Regions from separate parts of the Mus musculus genome. Here region 1 is linked to region 2. A link is a contact called in public promoter capture Hi-C data. All regions are on one chromosome and are shown on one strand. The core of a region is the stretch at or near the end of the contact, and the rest is flanking DNA. Distances in the headings are between cores, read along the strand shown.

Region 1 (5,752 bases), core at 1,725-4,224, 2.3 Mb after region 2:
TAAGAGATTTCTAAACTTCCCCTTTACTCTAAAATCCCATGTACAATCTGTTGACCTTCAGCTAAGGACTGACCTACCTTGTCTGAGACACTGGTCAGTTAGGTTCCCTTTTCAGGAGGGTTGGGCAAGACTGGGCTGATTCTCAGGGTCAGCTACAGGGGACCCTTTGGACTTCCTTATGTGTCAAGACAGAAGGGAGGGAGGCAACAAACAAGCTGCAGGGCCACGTCATGGAGTCACGGCCAGGAGCCTGGGTCACCTTAGGGAACCTAAAGTCAGTGCCTGGCAGGTGGGAAGCCCAGGGTTCAGTAGCCATTACCACCAAATAAATATATAAATAAAGTGAGCGATGACTTTCAGGCATACACCAAAGCACAGAGTTCAGAGCCCCTGACCGTCTACGTTCACAGCAGCACCATCTGCAAGAGCTGAGAGGTACAAGTGTCCATCTAGGCAGGATGGATGAGCAAGGAATATAGCCAGGCCAAAGCACACAATGTGATCCAGACATCCAACTGAAGGAAACTTCAGCATGTGTGGCACGATGCACCCCACAAACATAGGGAGCAAGATAAGCTAGCCACAGAAGGACAAATATCTAGTTGTGCAGAATAGGCAAACTCACAGGACTAGATTTGAGGCTAGCAGGGGCTGGGTGCAGGAGAACAGTTATTGGTTAATAAGGATGGGGTCTCAGTTTCACAAAAGGACACGGCCTTGGGGATTAACACACGGTTGAACAAGATGAATCTTCTCGATAGTTAATGAACAGCTCTTAAGATGTGCTCGGCCTAGGGCCAAGCATCTTGAGTCCTGGATAAGTTCGAGGAAGTCAGGATTGCTTGAGCCCATGAGTTCTGGGTCAGCCTGGTCAAAAATGGAATAAAGTGGGTCAGTGAGCTATCTCAGTGGGTGAGACACTTGCCATGCAGGCCTGATGACTTACGTTCAGTTCCCAGAACCCACGGGGCAGAAAGAGAGCAGACACTGTAAAGTAGTTCTCTGACCTCCACATGCGTGCTGTGGCATGTGAGCCCCACATCTCTCTTACACGAAAAACAAACAACAACAACAACAATACTTTTGTAGTTCTTTTGAGACACTGGCTGTTCTGGAACTCTCTATGTAGATCAGACTGGCCTCAAACTCACAGAAATCTACCTGCCTCTGGCTCCCAAATGCTAGGATTAAAGGCATGCGCCTCCATGCCTAGTTAGTGATAGTAATCTTAAATTAAAAACAGAAAGGAGCCAGGCATGGTGGCGCACGCCTTTAATCCCAGCACCAGGGAGGCAGAGGCAGGTGGATTTCTGAGTTCGAGGCCAGCCTGGTCTACAAAGTGAGTTCCAGGACATCCAGGGCTACACAGAGAAACCCTGTCTCGACCCCCCCCCCAAAAAAAAAAACAGAAAGGAGAGATTAAAAAAATAATGAAAGAAAAGAAGAAAGGACTGGGGATGTAGCTCAGGACACAGTGACAGAGGGTGGAGGCAGAAGGATCAGAAATTAAGTTTTTGTTTGTTCATTTGTTTGTTGTTTGGTTGATTTTTTTTTTGTTGTTGTTGTTGTTGTTTTTTTACTATGTAGTGAGAAAGGAGAGAAGGAAGGAGTCGGGACCAGAGTGTACGTCCCATGCCCATGCCGAAGAACACCACGTAACTCAAAAGCAAAAAAAAAAAAAAAAAAAAAGGTCAGTTCTATGGACTTGTTTTACCACAATGGAAACAAAACTGGGCAAACAGCCCCCACACTCCCCACGGCCGGCTGGGACTGACACCAGAAAGGATTCAATGCAAACGCCTTCAGACGGAGGAGTCTCCTGCTATTTCTGCCTGCGAGCAGGCTCTGTGCCCCGGTGAAGGGAGACCTGGGACCTGCACCCACCTTTTTGAAGTTCTGGGAATGGTGAGCACCACTGGGGCGATTCCATCAGACCTAAATCATCCAGAGCCACCCAACTCCCCGAGGGACTTTCTACAGGTTGACCCCCAAATCAAAATGTTACCCCTCTCCTGATGGAGGGCTTTGCAGACTTGGAAGAGCACAGGTGGATAGGCACAGCTCTGCCAGTACCCAGGCTGTCCAACTCCACAGCTAGGGTGACTTGGCTTTCCCCACAGTAGTCTCATAAAAATGCTGGCTTTCCCAGGACCCAGTCACAGACCACAGCATCCATCCGTGGGCATCTCTGCAATGAGCCCTGTTTTCTAAGAAAACCACAACTCAAACTCACCTTTTCCTCTAGGTGAGAAGAGCTACAGATGCTCAAGGAGCCAAGAGCCTTTGGCAGTGCCTCCCCTCCATCATCCTGTGGTCTGCCTCACCTTGTCATTTCCCTTCAGTAAATTCCCAAGGAAAGGGTGTCTGACTCCCCTCCCCGGTGCTTCCAGGAACTTTTGAGAGGGTCATCAGAGCTACCAATCCCTTCTGAGATCCTGGCACAGGGCAGCTCTAGCCCAGGGGGACACCAATTTGGGCTCCTCTGGTGCCCCTAGAAAAGTGCTCTGTGTGTGTGTGTGTGTGTGTGTGTGTGTGTGTGTGTGTGTGTGTGTGTGAAGGGGGGGATTGACTTTGTGTATCTGGGTGAAGCCTAGCCCCCTACAATGAAGTTTCACAGAATTCGCAGGAGGAAAGCTCGGTGTTTGCGCTATCTTGGGGTATCGGGACTGGTCCATGTTCCTTCCTTCTTCTCTCCCCTGGTGATGAGCACTGCATCCAGAAGAGAGACTACCACAGTATTCTTCCTCTCACCTTAAAGGGAAGCAGACACCCTCCCTGCCTTGGGCACCCAGGACGAACTTTTCAGCGGAGCCCAGCCAGCACGGGTCTGGCAGCACTCACCGTCAGGGAGCTGTCCCTCTTCTGAGTTCTGCCCGAGAGCCACGAACCTCCACACTGTCCCTGGGGACTGCTCTCGGCTCGGTCAACGTTATGAGTCTCTGCACAGACAGACACTTCTCCTTTTCGTTTCTGTGTTTCCCGCCCCCCTTCTGTTCCCCTCCCTGATTTTCAATCTGATTATTTGTGTCAAAATCTGGCGGCTGCAGCGTCAGCCAATGACCAGAGCGCGAAAGTGCAGCCACATTTGCTTATCAAAACTTCACAGAAGCTTCTAACCCACTGGAAATTTCTCCAGAAACTTTCAGTAGCATTTGGGTGAAAGAGAGTGGCTAACTTATTAAAATGTAAAAGTCTAGCATTGACTTACAGTCCCTCATCCTTGCTTTAGATTTTATTTCTTTCCCTTCCTTCTTTCCCTCCCTTCCCCCTCTTCCCCTTTTCTCTTCTTTCCCCATCCATCTTCCTTTTCTTCCCCCTCTCCTTCCTCTCCTCCTCCTCTCTCCTCTTTTTCTCCCTTCTTCCTCTTGCTTCTCCTCTCCTAGATTCCACCATCACACACTTTCTCGCTGAGGCATTAGAGGGGCCCCTGTGTTTAAAGCTCTTGGATCCTGGGCCAGTACAGATCACTCTTAACCAACAGGATTCTGTCTCCCACTGAGCTCATTCTTAAAAAAAAAAAAAAATGGAGTTTCCCCCAGACAACCACAGACCAGCAGAACCACAAATAGACAGAGTAGAAGAACAACAAAAAAAGCAAGGTAGTGAATTTGGGGGCCTTGGAACCTGTACCTGGCAAAGTTCAAGTACAGATTGAATACCCAAGTACCACGGCCGGCGTGTGCTGCCATCTAGTGGCAGCATGAGAGACAGAGAGGTCAATGGGGGCCCCTCTGGGTACCCAGGCCAGCGCAGGGCATTTCACCCCATTTGAGCAGAGCCCCATTCCCTGGTCCCCACTTTCTTTTCCCTGCTCTGCCCCTTGGCCTCCTCCCGTTTGGGGATGACTGATTTATTCCAGGAAGTTTTGCATACAGAGAGAACTCCACCAAACAGCACTGTTAGCTGATTTGCATGCTCTTGCAGCCAGGACTGGAGAGATTACATTTCCCCCATAAAGAAAACAAACACGGGACAGGAAGCCCCGATTGAAACTGCAAGTCCAATGTTCAAAGTGTAGAGAAAAGAGATGTTTCGTTTGAGGCCTTTCTGCTGAGGGGGCTAACCCTGTGGCAGCGGCCGGAGGTCACAACAGACTCCCCAAGGGGACACAGGTCCAGACTGGTGGCCACAGATAGGAGACAGCTACACCCAGCCCTTGTTCTCTCTCTCTCTCTCTCTCTCTCTCTCTCTCTTTCGAGACAGGGTTTCTCTGTGTAGCCTTGATTGTCCTGGAACTCCCTCTATAGAACAGGCTGGCCTCGAACTCAGAAATTCGCCTGCCTCTACCTCCCAAGTGCTGGGATTAAAGGTGTGCGCCACCACACCCAGCCTTGTTCTCTCTTTATAAAACGTCTTGAGTATTCTTTGGGTGGTACACGTTACCAGCCAGCACTCGGTGAGAACTGAGTCACTATGCAGAAAACTTAATAGACCATACGTGGGACATTTTTAAACTGTTCCCTGACAGGGACCAGCCCTCATTTCTTGTCACATACACTTACACTTGACTGTCTTTCCTGCTGAGCCATGTCTCATTCAAATCCTCCTCTGTGGACATCTTTAATGGTTTTACACCCACTTCCCTCCCCATAACCTTCCCAAAGCTTTGGCTTTCTAAATGCACAATTGTTAGGCTGAGCTCTGGCCTCAAGCTGCTGTGTAGCACAACCAGTTCAACGGTGGCTCTGAAGCTGGCGCCACAGGGGGTGAGGCTCTGCCACTGAAGGATCCCAGGCCCGGGTGTCTTTTAGGCTAAGACTCCCACATTTTGTCCTTGGCATGACCAGGACACAGCCCCTTCATGCCAGGACCCCCACTTGGCATGACAGTCCTATACAGCCCTGACCCAAACCACCTTAGGTGGCCTCTGGAGCCAACACTGCTTCTGTAAGTGGTCAGTTTTGGAGGCCGTGCCTTCATTTCGTCCTTAAGGGATGGATGCCTCCAGAGATGTGGACACTCATTCACTTATTCAACAGCACTCCATGGATCTGTTTTTTTAAAAAAGATTTATTTATATTATATTTATTATTATATCTAAGTACACTGTTGCTGTCTTCAGAAGAGGGCATCGGATCTCATTACAGATGGTTGTGAGCCACCATGTGGTTGCTGGGATTTGAACTCAGAACTTTCAGAAAAGCTGTCAGTGCTCTTAACTGCTGAGCCATCTCTCCAGCCCCATGGATCTGTTCTTAAATGAGGTACTTCTTTTCATCTTCTTCCTCCTCCTCTTTTCCCTCCTCCCCCTCCTCCTCCTCCACCTCCTCTTCTTCTTCCTCTTCTTCCTCCTCCTCCCTTTTCTGTGCTTGGTCAAGGTTGGCTAACCGGTGCCCTTGTTGTACCCTCTCACATGCGGTAGGGGTAAACATATTCTAAAGCTGTGACCATACAGAGCAAATGACAGAAGACTAAAGGAATGCTTTTGTCCCACCAGTCCCTTTTAAACATTTTATTTTTATTTATGTATGCTAATATGGCTGCAATTGAGTGTTTGCATGCGTGCTCAGCACCCATGGAGGACAGAAGAGAGTGTCAGACCCCTAGAGCAGGAGATAAAAGCAGCTGTGAGCTACCTGGCATGAGTGGTAAGTGCTGGGGACCAGACTCATGTCCTGTGAAAAAGCAGCAAGCATCCTTAACCACTGAGCTTTCCCACCCCTCACAACCCCATCTATAGCAGCACCAAGCCATGGATGAAGAAACCAGAGAACTCCTGGTCCAGTCCCTGTCATCATTCTAGGTCTCATGG
Region 2 (5,636 bases), core at 1,231-3,730:
GTGCTCTTTATGAGATGAATGAGAATTGATGGGGTTGTGGCTCTTCCATCAGGAGAGGACACCTCTGTCCCCTCTGGGAACTGTAGGATTCTGCTCTTGGCTGACAACTGGGCCCTGCAGAAATGGCACTTCAGAGGGGTCACTACTTCTCAGTGAAATTTCCAGGCTGTGAGTAGGAAAGGCAGAGAAGGGCTCCCCTTCTAGAGACCAGTAAGAGCTCAGCAATTCAGGAAGACCCTGCCCCCTAGAGCCTGTGAGTATCATCAGGGACCACTACCCTGATCTACATCGTAAGGCTTGTTATCACACTTAGTCACTCCAACGCCATCATAGAAGCCAGGACCCGAGTCCACCCACAGCAACAACCCACACCCGTGCCTCTCACCAATGATCATGGAGAAGACGCGTGCTGGCTCCTTGCCAGTGACTTTCCGGTATAACTGAGGGTAGTAGAGCTCCAGGCTCTCGAGGAAAGCCACGTAGCCCTTGTGGCCTGTCCGCTGCAGGATGTCCAGGAGCACACCTTCAGGTGGAAGACAGAGTCAAGGCCAAGGGCTGGCGGGTGGAGGCTCTTGGAGATGGGTAGGATGATTACTCTGGGTAGACATCCCAAGCTCTAGCAACCCCCTTCCTTCTGGGCCATTGAATAAGGCGCCCTGCAGGTCTCAAGTCTAGGTGGGACAGGGTGCTGCCTTCCCTCTGGTGGCTGTCTCAGGCAGGGCCTGAACAGTGGTGGGGACTCCCCTTCCTCCACTGGGCAACAGCAGGTAGACAGGACAAGAGGGGAGGAGTCTCTCACTCATATATCCTACACGGGGATGGAGCTGAGTGGGGACAAGGCCAGGGCAGTGAAGAGAGCATGGAGTGGCCTCTGGCTGGGTGTCTTATGGGGGTCATGCAGGGCTAGAGCCTGCTGGTGTGGGAGCAGTCCTCACCCACTTTCCGCTTGCGGATGACCAGGTTGGGGTCACTGAGCACCTGCTCCTCATCATCGGGGTTCAGGACTTTGCACTGGCGTAGATAGGGTGTGATCCGGGAGGGGTCAATGACAGAGATGAGCTTCACCCGGAAGCTCTCCAGGGTGCTCCAGCACTCGTCGTCATTCTCATAGTCTGACATGTCCTCTGTAGGCTGCGGTTATAATTGGGGAGAGCAGCTGAGGAAGTGCCCACCTTCTGTTCCCTGTCAGCCTAGGATAGGACCCAGGCCTGAGTGTCAGGGCAGGGCTTTGGGCAGGGTCAGAAGGGATCCGTTCTAGGGAAATTTCAGGGCTCAGCCCTATCTCCTCAGCCTCATGGACAGTTTCTGAGGGGAAGCAGAGGTCCATAGACAAGCCACCTCAGACCACCTGTCAAACTGAGCACCCCCAAGCAGCTGCCCGGCCCCTGTCATCTCAGGCTTTCTCATATGGATATGTAGGGAAGTGACCGGTTGGGGTCTAAGAGAATACTCTTTGTACAACAGCCCTGCTCTAGCTTCTGCCCCTACCCAAAAGTGCTCTGGCATGCCCTGGAGGTAGGAGCTTTTGCCTCTAGTGGCCATCCTACATAGTACCTTCTTGGGTGGCATGGACCCTTGCTGGCCAGTCTCCAGATTGGGACTAAGAGGGTCAGGTTGGCTGGAGGCTTTCTCACTGTGCAGGGGGCCAGGCCTATGTCTGACTTCCTCCTTCCCTGACAGCCCCGTGCCCTTCAGGCCTTCCGTTGTAGCCAGCTGGTGATGCAACAGCCTGTGGCACGGTGCTATTCCGGGAGGGCTGGGAGGGTTGGCCGCAGGAGCATGTCTGCCTTCCTGCTAGGCTGGAGTATACTGGAAGGGCAGGCAATGTCATCCACAGTCTACAGACATCTGCTGTGGCTTCCCTCCAGTTTGCTTTTCTGCCGCTAGATGAGCCCTGGCCTTTGGCCACATGATGGGAATCAACCAGGCCAGTTGTATGTAGGGGGTTACTCATGTGGACAAGTGTAGCCTCAGTGAATGGCTTCAATGATTTTAGGGCTGAGTTAAGGTGGCCATAGAGCGCCCCTGGCTCAGTCCCTAACCCCAGCGGAGCTGCACCTCCAGTTAGAGACACGGCCATGGCAGGCCTCTTCTTCAGAGGCATCTCTTGGCTTCCTGCTGCTTTCTGGTTGACCCAGTGGACAGACATTTCTCTAAACCTTGGGCCTATGGCCTGCCATTGCAGCCCCACAGCCACATGGTCCAGCACTGGAGGACTATGCTGCAGTGTACAAGGATTAATCAAATGAAGGCGTGAGGATGGAGGATGCCACCTGCCTGTAGGTACTTACGCGCTCCAGGATCCCCAGCAGTCACCACAGGCTTCCACCCACCTTCCTGGAAGGGTACTGAACTTACCTCAGGGTCTTGTGAGAGCTACCTGCCAGCAGATGCTGTCTGGGTTATGGACATACCAGGAGCCTGGGTCTCTGGGAGTGTGGAGGGGTTCCCTAACTGGAGAAGGGTGGAGCCATGAAGGAGGCTGTGCACTTCCTGATTGATGTGTTCTGGTTGACGCCACAAGCCAGCCAGTCCTCCCGCAGGGGACAGTCTACCTTCTGATTGGCCCATCCAGGAACAGAACAGAGGGAAGTAGAAGTACTCTGGGAGCAGAGGAGCCCTCCCTGCCTGCTCATCTGAACTGGATGGGCAGTCCAAGGTCCTCCTGGATCCAGGCTTCTGAAAGTTGCTTTTCTAACATGGCCCTGCCTCATATCCTCATCTGCCGTCTAAGGACAGTGGTGCAGGGTAGGTGCAGTGGGACAAAGCTTGGTCAAAATCTACAAGCTGTAGGCAGCTATAGTCCTCTATGGATTGCGTGCCACAGCCTCTCCTTCAGGGTGGCCCTTCAAGAGTCAGCCTGAGGTGGGCGTGGGGACCTGCTAGCCCTGCCCAGCCAGTGTAGCTGTTAGACAGGCGCTGCTGTCTAGCCTACAAGATGAGTTGAGGCAAAAGCTTCCAGTGCTGTATGGGAAGGAAGGGTGGGACACTTATGCAGAGCCCCAGCTGGCCCCTTCTGTAGCTTACTGGCCCTCTGCTTGCTCCTATGGGGACAGTGGCCTTGAAAATACTTCCAAAAGCAGCAGTCAGGAGTCCTCTTTGGCCTTGGGGGGCCACACTGCTAGGGATTGTGGCTTGCTGGGTTTCCAGGACGGCAAGGGAGTCCATCCATGGCTTTGCAGTCACTCCAGGAAGGAGGTCACAAGGCCTCCACAGTGGTGGCTTCTTAAAAGTGTTAATAACATGAAACTTTTGCTCATAAAACTGAAGTGGAAGTCAATAGCACAGATAGCTGAAGAAACCCCAAGTTCTCCAGAATGGAGAAACCCAGTGCAGAGGTTAGAAGGAGCCATGACAAACACGCGTCCCTGGATGTGTGACGGCCATCAGCTGGAGTGACAGCTGGTACAATCACTAGGACTAGGCTGGTCATACCATTTTACTATGAGCTGCAAGCTTCCCACAGAGGATGAACACATGTAAAAACTAAATCCTGGCCAGCCTGGTCTACAGAGGGAGTTCCAGGACAGCCAGGGCTACACAGAGAAACCTTGTCTCGAAAAACAAAAACAAAACAAACAAACAAAAAATAACTAAATCCTGGAGAGCCAAGGGCCCAGGATGTATAGTCTGGTGTCATGGAAATAGTGACTAAGAAAAAGGAGAGATGAACCGGCAGTTAAGAGCACTGACTGCTCTTCCAGAGGTCCTGAGTTCAATTCCCAGCAACCATCTGGAAGGGATCCGATTCCCTCTTCTGGTTTGTCTGAAGGGAGTGACAGTGTACTCACATACGTAAAACGCTTTTTTTTTTTTTTAAAAAGGGAGAGACAAGACCCAATGGGGTCTCAGCACCATGCCAAACACAAGCCTCCTATCCAGTGAGAGCTGCTGCTGTGGTAGATGCTGGTTCTGGGGACCTCCCTGAGAGATACAGGCCAGATGGGGACCTCGCCTAGGGGTACAGGCTAGATGACATATCTCCCCCCCCTTTTTTTCTTTTTTAAAGATTTATTTAGGTATGGGTGCTCTGTCTGCATGTACACTGTGTGCCAGAAGAAGGCATCAGATTCCATTATGATCTACCATGTTGGTGATTGAACTCAGGACCTCTGGAAGAGCAGTCAATGATCTTAACCATTGAGCCATCCCAACACATTTTCTTGAAATGGGAAGAAACGCTGATTCTCTATTCTCTCTGCTCTCTGGTAAAGTGCTGGGTCCAGGGGCTGCCTGGGCAGCAAAGGGTGTAAGAGGTTCCCAGAACTGGCAGACAATCACATCCCCAGTTGATGGTGGGCACCCAGCTCTAGACAAAATCACCAAAGGCTATACATTGCTTTTTAAGTGAAAATTAGGCATTTCCTTTATTCCCTCACATACACGGCCCCAAGTCTGTTAACAGGTAGCCTGTGATCACGTGGCCACTGCTATCACCACAGCCTGTAGATCGCTACCGACAGCTTGGTCCTCAGCCTGCAGCTTTCTGGCTTCCCGTCTTCTTGCTGAGGGTTGTGTACTGCTTCTGGGCAGGCTTGGGCCCTGCCTCTTGCCTAGTGAGAGCTGGATTCTGGACCCCTTGACGCCTTGTCCTGAAACACAGGATACTCTTGACAGTGCCTGCCCCTCACCAGGCCCCAGACGTCAGGACAGACCACACAGATGGGGCTGCTGAGCAGCAAGGACTGAGCTGGCACTGCACTGGGGACAGACAGCTCAGCGGATGGCGGTGGCTTCACAACTAGAATGCCCTGACCACCTCAGTCCCATCAATGTCCTTGGTCACCTGCTGACCTGCACCCAGGGACCCAACAGTGAAAGCAACAAGGTAGAGCCCGGGATTTGTGGTCAGAGGAACTGCAGGTAATTATGCTCATGGGCTGCAAGTGGTGAACACCCCAAGACTTGCACTGAGTCAGCAGTGCCACCTCAGGAAAGCAGCCAGAGGGTGCTCTGAGAGCTGACACCCCAGCAAAGAAGGGGATAAAACTCAGGCAAAGGGGAGGAGGGCCAAGGCCAAGAGGCACACTGGGCAACATGTCCTTCAGGTAGGGAAGGACAGAGGACAAGGAGCATCAAGTATCCCTATAGGCTCAGCCTTCAGACTTGGTGCCACATCCCTCAGGTGTTTCCAGAGCAGATGGAGGGAGCCCATATCTGAACTCTGCCTCTTCCTGGTTGCATGGTGGCAGCCTCCCCAGGGACTCACCTTGCTGCTCAAAGCAACCTCTATCTCCGGGAATGCCGAGCACGTCGAGTCCTGAGCACGTTAAGGTCATCAAGGCCATCAGAAGCATCCAGAGGGGAGGGAGCAGAAACCTCACCAGGACTTGGAGCTCTCTGACCAGGGGAGACAAGGTGGCTCTAGCCAGGGTAGGGAATGGGAAAGGGAGGACTCAGAACAACCCCCTCTACTGCCCCCACCCTAACATCAGGGACAGGCAGCTGCTAGGGTATGCTTCCCCAGGACAGAGCAGGGGAGGAACCAGGTCCTAGCTTTCTGCAGTTTTGCCCTTCAGGTACGGTCTCCAACCATTAGTAATTCCATGATAGCCACCCTCTTACTCTCAAGTGCAGGCCAATGGAGGCAGAGACAAGAATGTATCCTAGAGATTCCCAGGTCACCCTGGCACTAG

What was found. Promoter capture Hi-C pulls out the DNA fragments that hold promoters and counts their contacts.
Region 1: a promoter capture Hi-C map of liver shows a contact between it and region 2, with 4 times the contacts expected there. The contact joins the promoter of Gfi1b here to the promoter of Card9 in region 2. A contact is called at or near these places in 1 of 39 promoter capture datasets (liver) and 1 of 9 other capture datasets (adipose tissue).

Annotation. Positions count from the first base shown.
Region 1 is chr2:28,619,008-28,624,759 of GRCm38.p6, forward strand. Gfi1b (growth factor independent 1B) reads right to left here and starts at 2,975. Exons shown (of 7, transcript NM_008114.3): 1 at 2,842-2,975. It overlaps Gm52548 (a long non-coding RNA gene), which reads left to right and starts at 663. Exons shown (of 2, transcript XR_003954006.1): 1 at 663-1,905; 2 at 2,246-3,196.
Region 2 is chr2:26,358,429-26,364,064 of GRCm38.p6, forward strand. It overlaps Card9 (caspase recruitment domain family, member 9), which reads right to left and starts at 2,481. Exons shown (of 13, transcript NM_001037747.3): 1 at 2,359-2,481; 2 at 936-1,131; 3 at 386-523. The coding sequence starts at 1,119. The region is part of intron 1 of Gm13562 (a long non-coding RNA gene); the gene reads left to right. Snapc4 (small nuclear RNA activating complex, polypeptide 4) reads right to left here. Exons shown (of 23, transcript NM_172339.4): 22 at 5,210-5,340; 23 at 4,337-4,592. The coding sequence ends at 5,230.